3 separate regions of the Mus musculus genome follow, and regions 1 and 3 are each linked to region 2. Evidence: chromatin contacts called from public Hi-C data. All regions are on one chromosome and are shown on one strand. The core of a region is the stretch at or near the end of the contact, and the rest is flanking DNA. Distances in the headings are between cores, read along the strand shown. Region 1 overlaps Ntm (neurotrimin). Region 2 overlaps Ntm (neurotrimin). Region 3 holds the start of Ntm (neurotrimin).

The links. Hi-C and Micro-C count contacts between places; a contact is called where the count stands out from the background.
Region 1: a Hi-C map of cerebral cortex shows a contact between it and region 2, with 1.7 times the contacts expected there. The contact joins two enhancer-like sites. A contact is called at or near these places in 10 of 484 Hi-C or Micro-C datasets (the AtT-20 cell line, the HL-1 cell line, cerebellar granule neurons and 3 more) and 1 of 9 other capture datasets (adipose tissue).
Region 3: a Hi-C map of uterus shows a contact between it and region 2, with 3 times the contacts expected there. The contact joins the promoter of Ntm here to the enhancer-like site in region 2. A contact is called at or near these places in 1 of 39 promoter capture datasets (hippocampal neurons), 9 of 484 Hi-C or Micro-C datasets (B cells, the HL-1 cell line, brain and 3 more), 1 of 115 datasets of contacts at active chromatin or transcription factors (embryonic hindbrain) and 2 of 9 other capture datasets (embryonic tail and pancreatic islet).

What each region holds. Positions count from the first base shown.
Region 1 is chr9:29,200,521-29,203,220 of GRCm38.p6, reverse strand. All of the region lies in intron 1 of Ntm (neurotrimin), which reads left to right. Among named protein-coding and RNA genes, the nearest start is that of Gm15520, 170 kb to the right of the region's middle. Within about 2 kb of position 1,355, at least 12 of the 459 cell types and tissues checked have an H3K27ac peak or open chromatin away from gene starts, as enhancers often do. A contact at or near this core is called in cerebral cortex, where this site is marked.
Region 2 is chr9:29,316,579-29,319,278 of GRCm38.p6, reverse strand. All of the region lies in intron 1 of Ntm (neurotrimin), which reads left to right. Among named protein-coding and RNA genes, the nearest start is that of Ntm, 95 kb to the left of the region's middle. Within about 2 kb of position 1,383, at least 65 of the 459 cell types and tissues checked have an H3K27ac peak or open chromatin away from gene starts, as enhancers often do. A contact at or near this core is called in brain, cerebellar granule neurons, cerebral cortex and 2 more, where this site is marked.
Region 3 is chr9:29,411,254-29,413,953 of GRCm38.p6, reverse strand. Ntm (neurotrimin) reads left to right here and starts at 1,269. Exons shown (of 7, transcript NM_001357602.1): 1 at 1,269-2,398. The coding sequence starts at 2,232.

The DNA.
Region 1 (2,700 bases), core at 106-2,605, 120 kb after region 2:
TGTGCATGTGTTCTATGATGCCCAAGAAACCTGGACTAAATTATGCCCACATAATTTACTATTGAGGTGTATAGGGATAGGAAAGAGTATAGTGAGTGTGTGTGTGTGTGTGTGTGTGTGTGTGTGTGTGTGTGTGTGTGTGTGTGTAAGAGATAGGGGAGGAGGAAGAGTAGAAGGAACAGGAGAAGAGGAAGATTGTCTTCGGTTCTGACAGGGCTGGAGTGTACCAGCTGTTGGTAGAAGGCATCATCGTTTGTCTGTGAGTTCCTTGAGTCCAAGCACACACTCTTGTGTAATGTAGGGGAACAGAGACCGAGAATGAGCTGGTGTCTGGCTACTTGGTTATGTCAGAGAACGCTTGTGATGGAAAAATAAAACAAAACTAACCAACAGATGATTCTGTATCCATTCTTTTCTAGTCCAAAAGAGCCTGATGGGTTTGCTTTCCCACAGGGTTGGTTTAAGAACATTGGACAGTATCAGGGAGGGTAATGTGATTTTTTTTTTCCAGTCCAGCTGTGGAGTCAGTTCTTGATGAAGCCATGTGATTGGCATGTGGTACATACCATGGAATCCTGCTGGGGGTGATGACAGATGCTGGTGCCTGTTATTATTATGGTTTGGGAAGGTATTTTTTTTTTTTTTTGTTGCTCCTCCATCATCCTCTTCTCTCTGATAAACGAAGGCTGAGCTATTGTGGAACATAGGCAATAGCTCTGGAAATCAAAGCTCACACCACTGCTGGCACCTTGCCAGAACTCTGGAGTTATCTTCTGGGATGGCAGCAGGCAGCTGCTGTCATTCTCCCCCAGGAGTTATTTTGGGGCTTACTTTTATTTCTCCCAAGACAAGGGGAACTGGAGCAGGTGGCCAAGACAATGAAAAGCAAGGAAGGGCTAGAATGGGGACGCCTGGGGTAGAGGCCTGCAGAGGGCCAGTGGGAGACAGAAGTGGGAAGCCTGGGAAAGGCCTTCCAAGCAGGCCTTCTACTTTGTTGGCTATGAGCTTAAAGCCTGGCTCCTCCAGCCGTTCCTCTTGTGTTATGAGAGATGCTCTTGATGATCTGTAAAAGGCAGTCTGATTTATAAATACACCAAGAAGATTCAAGCACCTTTTCTTTGACATGTTGGGAAACTGAGGCACAACATACCAGTGACATTTTAACCCTGCTCCTTTTCAGGTCCTATTGTTGGCTAGTTGTCTTGTTCCGGAAGTTGTGGGAAGTGTTTCCCTACTTCCTGTATAAGGAGAATTTGTTGATGGCTTTGCTTTTATGGTCCCCTCCTGCAGATATCCTCCCGACTGCACACAACCCCACAAAGCTCCTAAGCCTGGGTCTCATGGGTTGACTCTGCCCTCTGGTGGATCAAAAGGTGCTGTATGAGGTAGAAAGGGAACTCCTTCCAGAAATACATATCCTGGCAGGCTTCCCAGAACAGTCTTTGGTTAAAGCAACCCGAACCCTAAATGAATACAGCTCAATATGCTTGTGATGTGTTAATAACCCGATAAGCTGGTTAGAACGTGCTACCAAGTGGACCTATTGCCCGTGTAACCACTTCTCACCTCCATGCCGCTGAGCAGGGATCAACCATGTGGGACCCCAGAGTCATACAGACAATACTGACCTCCCAGCTAATGAGAAGTCCCGAGCCCCCCTAACGCAGGTCCCCAGTGACATCTGCATCGTGCAAGCATGCCCTTTGCCCGCCTTTTTAATGACTTTCTATTTTGTTTTACAACCTGCAATCTGCCGCATGTCCTGGTCAACAGTGTCTATTTTTTCTGCTGTTGCCTGTGCTCTGGATGCTTTTATGGGCATTGATTTCCTTTGCTGGTTCCCCAAAGAGGTACTTTTCCTTGAGCCAGAGAGGCATTCCAGCGGATTATGGTGTCTGCCACTCTGTACTCCAATTTATTGCTCTCCTGGATTTTATTCTCTCTCATACTTGCAGCCAAGTCTCATTCATTCCATTTTCTTGGATAAGCAGAATGGGACAAAGTTGCTATTAATAGGAGAAAGAATGTCATGCCAGAAGGCTGAGCGATGTCTGAGTTTATAATCCTTATGTTCCAGAGGCTAGCTCTCCTCTTAGATCTAACCTAGATCTAGCCTTCTCTGTCCAGGTAGAGGAGTGGACCTCGTCATGGTTTATAATCTTTCCAGGCACGTTTGGACAAAAGATATCTCTTTAGTTGGCCATCCATCCTCCACCTTAGGGTAATCAGTTTGCTTTGGCAGAAGAAAGTCTGTCTAGGATAGATTGTACAGGGCAGAGGGCTGCCTGGGGAGGACGTGGGGAGGAAGAGTTCAGGCAAGCAATCACCTCTTCCTCCTGTGAGAGTGGCTGCTTCTTACTCTTCTTAGATAACAAGCTATGTGCATCTCATTGAGAATGCTCTATGAGTCTCAGTGTTTTTTTTTTTTTTTATTACATTGACAAACAAGTTTACTAATCATTTATCACAAATTAAGTAGAAACACAATTTCTAAACAGTGTCTTTCAGATAATAAATGTCTTTTGAATGTGCATATGTAATGTTACCACTCAGCTGTTGCTAGCCCTGCCTACTCTATCAGTAAGGTTTGAGAAACTGAACACGTACTTCTGAGAGTATCAATCAGATGTGGCTTCTGTAGGATCAGTACTTAGCATACTGTAACCTGTCTCCAGGCTATATAAATGAACACTTCCTTCA
Region 2 (2,700 bases), core at 134-2,633:
CCTGGCTATACTTCCTTCTGCCACTCCTGTTTGGAGAGTGGCAGGAAAATTTGGGGGCCTGAGCTTTGACAGGCTGAAGAGCGCATGCTCAGCTCATCCCCTTCCTCTCCTGATCCAGCTCTTCCTTTCCCTGTTCTCAGTCCTTCTGCCCCACGCCCTGCCTTCACTCCAGGCAACCCCCTGGTCCTGGCAGTGTTCCCCCATCTTTCCTGGAGGCCTTGTAAATGTACAGACCATTTAGACTTTAAGACAGTGGGGCCACTTTTCATCTCAGGCCAGGCTGCTGCCTGGTTTTACGGGGTCATAAAAGTCCTGACAGGAGTCATAAAAGCCTCCAATTGCACTGCAGAAACCCTTGGAGTATATTTTAAGGGCCCCTGAGTTTTCATTTTGCTGCTTTTATGGGGACTCGTAAAAGCTGCGTGCAGCAAGCCCACTGATTGGCTGCTCAGCACGGAGGTAGTTAAAATTACAGCTTTAGACAAATTGTTCCAGTCCCCATAAATCAGAGTCCGGCATGTGGCAGGGGAAGGCTTCCAGTTCTGCCGCATCCCCACGGCCTCTGGGTCCCACCACCCAGGCAAGGCTATGCTTGAGCCACACCTGACAAAGCTGCCCATCATCTTTTCCTGAAAGCTTCCTTGTGACCTGAATGCTGTTTAATCAACCGGCTGTTTACCAAACATCTGGTTGGCTTTTTGTTACTCTAAACCTGAGTTTAAGAAAAAACAAAAAAACAAAAAACCCAGAAAGCGAAATGACTTACTTTTATTTGTTTTTTTAACATGTTCATAGTAGAGTTAGCCTCACACTCCATGAACCCTACTTCAGTGAGGTGCTAGGTACAACTCCTTCTTTCTTTAAGGAGGTCCCCACAGTCCATCTTTTATGCCTTCCCTTTCTCTGGGTAAATTCAGTATGCTCCTATGAAGGGCTAGTATGGGATTAAAGTGATCAGTAGGTTTGTTAGTCCCTGCCTTCTTCCCATTTCTCACTCTTACATGTGGCTGAGCTCTAAAGCAGCATAGGTATTGTAGGAGATTGTCTCAACTTTTCACAAGCTTGTGACTCAAGGTCGTACCAAGAGTTGTGAGAAGCAGTTACCAGTTTTGTTTTTTTGTTTTGTTTTGTTTTGTTTTGTTTTGTTTTCTCTTCCTTCCAGACTCAGACTCAGGCAGTCCCCACTGAGGACCACAGGAACAACTTGTGGCTCAGTCAGACTCACCAACTCTCATCTGGAAGTTCAGAGGAGGATGCCCTTTTCCCTCACGTTGGCTTGTCTTCCAACTCAGGGAAGAAAGCTTTCAAAAGAGGCTCTGGTGGTGATAGGAGCAAGGAGTAGTCCCTGCTGGTACTCCCTTGAGAGAAATGTGTGGCTCCTATTTGTGTGTCTGCCTCTGTTCCCATGGTAACCACCTCTCTCTCCTACTATTTCTAAAGAGCACGTGCTTGTGGGAGTATCATTTTTAAAAAGAATGACACTTTCTCCTCCTCTTCTGGAGACTAGCCAAGTCAATACTTCCAGAAGCACTGGGTATCTTATTTCTTGGGAAATGGCCAACAGAGTGGAGATAGAAGTAAGGAGTCAGTTGAAGTAAGGAGAAAGGTTGTGGTAGAGAGGGAACCCAGGATTTGTTGTCAGACCGTGGATTAAAAAGCAGTATTGGCCTGAGAAATCCTGACAAGATACATGTGACGAAAATTCCATCACCATTAGTTCTCTTTCAGAGTCATGGCTGACAGAGCAGCCTTTCCAAGGCAAGAAAGAAAGGGGATGCAGGCTTTTCGGAGAGTCTCCTGCATAAGTCACAGGAAAAGCAGGTTCTCCCGAAGTATGCTTCTGTGTTGAAGGGCCTTATTCATTTCTTAAATCTATGAACCAATTGCAGAGGTTACAGGCTCCTTGAGAGAGAGAGAGAAAAAACATATCTTATTTCTGTCTTGTTCTAGTTTTATATAATTATTATATCAACTGTGGCTGATCAAAGCATTCATTAAAGAGAAACTATCTCTCCCTTGCTTTTGTTGCAGCGTGGAGAGATGTGACAGGCTTTCTGTGTCTCTGGCTATATTTCCCTTTTCTTTTTCATGCTTGATTTCTCTTCTTCCTCTCCTCCTCTCTTCCTGCCCGTTCTGCATGATGGTGATTTCTCACACGTAGCTTTGTCTTTCCACCTGGCCTGATCAAATCTCTTTTAGGGCGTCAAGGAGAGCAAAATCCCAGGCAGCTTGGCGAGTTCAGCTGTGAGTCCAGTGGGCGAGGCTGAGACCCACTCAGCCTCAGAGATATCATCAAGCAAATCTGGGGTGGCAGTGGGGGCTGGGGTGGAGCTGACCCTCCATTGGGCATAACCTGGGGTAGTCCCACCTGTTTTCACTACATTTTTTCTTGAAAATTCTAGGTTGTGGGCTGAACAATAGCTTTGTCTCAAAAACCAGGTACATATCTGATATCAGCCCTTTGTTAGTTCCTGAGGGAGAGAATTCTTACGCCAGGAAGGATATCAGATCTCTGGTTCCCAGCTCTTAGAGACTCTGCCACCTCCATGTCTGGTGTTGTTTCTACTTTATTTATTTCTAGGCTATACTTCCTGTGGAGGTTCCTTCAGTTTATTTACCATAAACCATTTTCCCCCAGTGGATTTCAGTTCTACAAATGAATTGCAGAGGATATGACTTAAATATGGAAAATGTTCAGGC
Region 3 (2,700 bases), core at 20-2,519, 95 kb before region 2:
TCATCTTCTTTTGCCATTTTTGAGTTTGGTTAACACATTCCACAGCTGACCTCTACCCACCCCTCCACTGTAGTAGTGTGAGGGGGAGATTGTGGGACAGGTGCACGTGTGGATCCTTACATACTATCTACATGGAAACGGCTGGTGTGACTCCATAGCGTCAATGTTCATTGGTACCAGCACCTCTGAGGTTAATAATGGTTCTGTAGTAATGTTTTCTTCGTATCTGGTGTTGGATGGCTTTGGGGAAGCACTCCCCCCCACCCACTTTTATTTCATAGACTTTTTAAAAAAAATAGTGCCCCAACTGAATGCAAGAGAAAGTCTAGGGAAATAAACAGAACCAGTGTACCCCCATTCCTTTCCCAGTAACAATTCAGGACAGTATTGGGAGCTCAGGACTGGAAATTCCAGGGAAGGGAGCCTATTGGCGTTACCCACACTGTTCTAACGGATCTACCCTGTTCCCTGTACAGGGACCAGGCATGGTCCATCAGAGTTAGTGTGAAGGGAGAAACATGATGTAGGCACAGAGGAACCAGCAGCAGACAGAGAGAAGTCACAGAAGCTCAGGCATATCCAGTCTTTCTTTGGGCTTCAAAGATTTAAAGAAAGCCACGCCTCTTGGAGATGAAATCAGGTACGCCAGAGTGTGAACCCAGAACCCAGAGAATCTTCTTTATAAACAAGGCTGTGGCTTACACTGGCCCATGCCTGTGTACCTTTTACCCAGTTAGCATTCTCAGTGTCTGGGGTGAGGTTGGGGAATTGAAAAAAGGCTGTGTTGAACTTGACCAACATTTTAAAGGGATTTTGCTCACTCCATCAACCAAGGTCCTTCTGGAATTTCCACATTTATATTTTACGTGGACTATCTCTTAGAATGGCTGTGTTGAGTCTGCGGGGTTTTAAGAGGGTGGGTGTAGTGCAAAGGGTGGTGTAACATTGAATAAAAATGAGATTATTTAAAGCATCTTCCTAACGTTGTAAATGTACTCTCAATGCTGATAGAATTAATTTGACCATTTTAAAGGTGCACATATGCATGCTGCAGGCTCTTCTCTTCCTAGTTAGTTTGTGACCCTTATTAAGATGTCTAGGGTTATTAAGACCTCACAGTAACTTTGTCTTCTTAATTGCGAAGAGCTAGCTCTTCAAATCCGGAAATGGTTAAAACGGTGGCCAGAGGTGGTACACCGCCCTGCCCTGGCCCGGCGCGGCGGGGGTTAAGGTGGGCGCCCGCGCCCCGCACCCGCCAGGATGAGCGCACAGTCCGTGCCTCCCGCCAGCCGGATCGCTTGGAGTCGGCAAGGAGAGAAAGTGGCGGTCAGGGATGGAGCTGCTGCCATGACAACCCCGGCGGTCGGGGCCCGCGCGCGTCGGGGCTGCTCCCGGGAGGAAGGCAGCGCGGAGGCCGGGGGCGGCCGCTGAGCGTGGCGTCCGCGGCTCCGGTGGTGCCGACTGCGCTTCGTCTTCTGCAGCGAGCCAGAGAGCGGGCTAGGGACCGCTGCGGTCCGCCCCTGCCGCGCCGCTCCAACCTTGCTGCTGCGCTGCAGAGACAGCCCAAGCTGCAGCGCGAATCTGGGCTCTGAGCAAGTTGACCGTGGCTCTGCGGCAGGATTCCCGAGTCCGGATTGCAGGAAGCCGGCTTAGCAGGCGCCTCCTTGCTCCCTCCGTGCCGCCTCTTGCGTGCTCTACTTTCCATCTGCTATTGTTCCAGATTGTTTCTGGCGCCGAGCCTTGCTCTGAAACTTAAGAAAGTGCTGGATTTCCTCTCGTTCGACTGAGGAATCGTAGACCACATCTGGGTAGCTGGATTCAACCCAGCCACAACCCCGTTGGATACCAAAGTGCTTACTCCTGTCCAAAGTGCCATGCCTGAACTGCTACGGGGAAGAGGCAGCTTCTGAGACCCGCACCTGTGCGCCTGCTTGCCTGCCTTGCGCTTCTCCTTCCTGGCCACCTTCCTGGCTACAGGCAGCACGGAGAAAGTCCGCCTCGGATGTGTGTGGAAACTGGTTCTCGGAGGCTGCGAGCTGAGGCTGGATTTAGGGGAGGAATATTAGACTTGGAGGAGTCTGCGCGCTTTTCTCCTCCCAGTGCATCGCGCGGTCGCCGCTAGTTCATCGCTGGGTCCCCGCGCTCACTCCCCACCCCACCCACTTCCTGTGCTCGCCCGGGGGGCGTGTGCGTGCCACTACCGGAGTTCTGGGAAGTTGTGGCTGTCGAGAATGGGGGTCTGTGGGTACCTGTTCCTGCCCTGGAAGTGCCTCGTGGTCGTGTCTCTCAGGCTGCTATTCCTTGTACCCACAGGAGTGCCGGTGCGTAGCGGAGATGCCACCTTTCCCAAAGCTATGGACAACGTGACGGTCAGGCAGGGGGAGAGCGCCACCCTCAGGTAGGGAACTGCCACTCTACTAAATGATGATTTGTTTCGGCTGGGGCAAAGGGGCAGGGGTGCGGGTGTGTGCTCTGGAGCAAGCCAGGGCTAGTGGAGAGATCCCTAGCTTGCTGCGCTGCACAATTCCTGGATGAGCTAACTGCTCTACCAAGGAATGTGGCAACCTCAGGGTAATGCTAGGGGAGAGCTGTGCTTTCCAAACCTGGCTCCTTTGACCCAAGGGTTTGTTAAAGGTGAGGGATAGCTGTCTTATTTTGAAGCCAATGGTCCTGCTACTGCCTTTTCCCGAGCCTGACAGC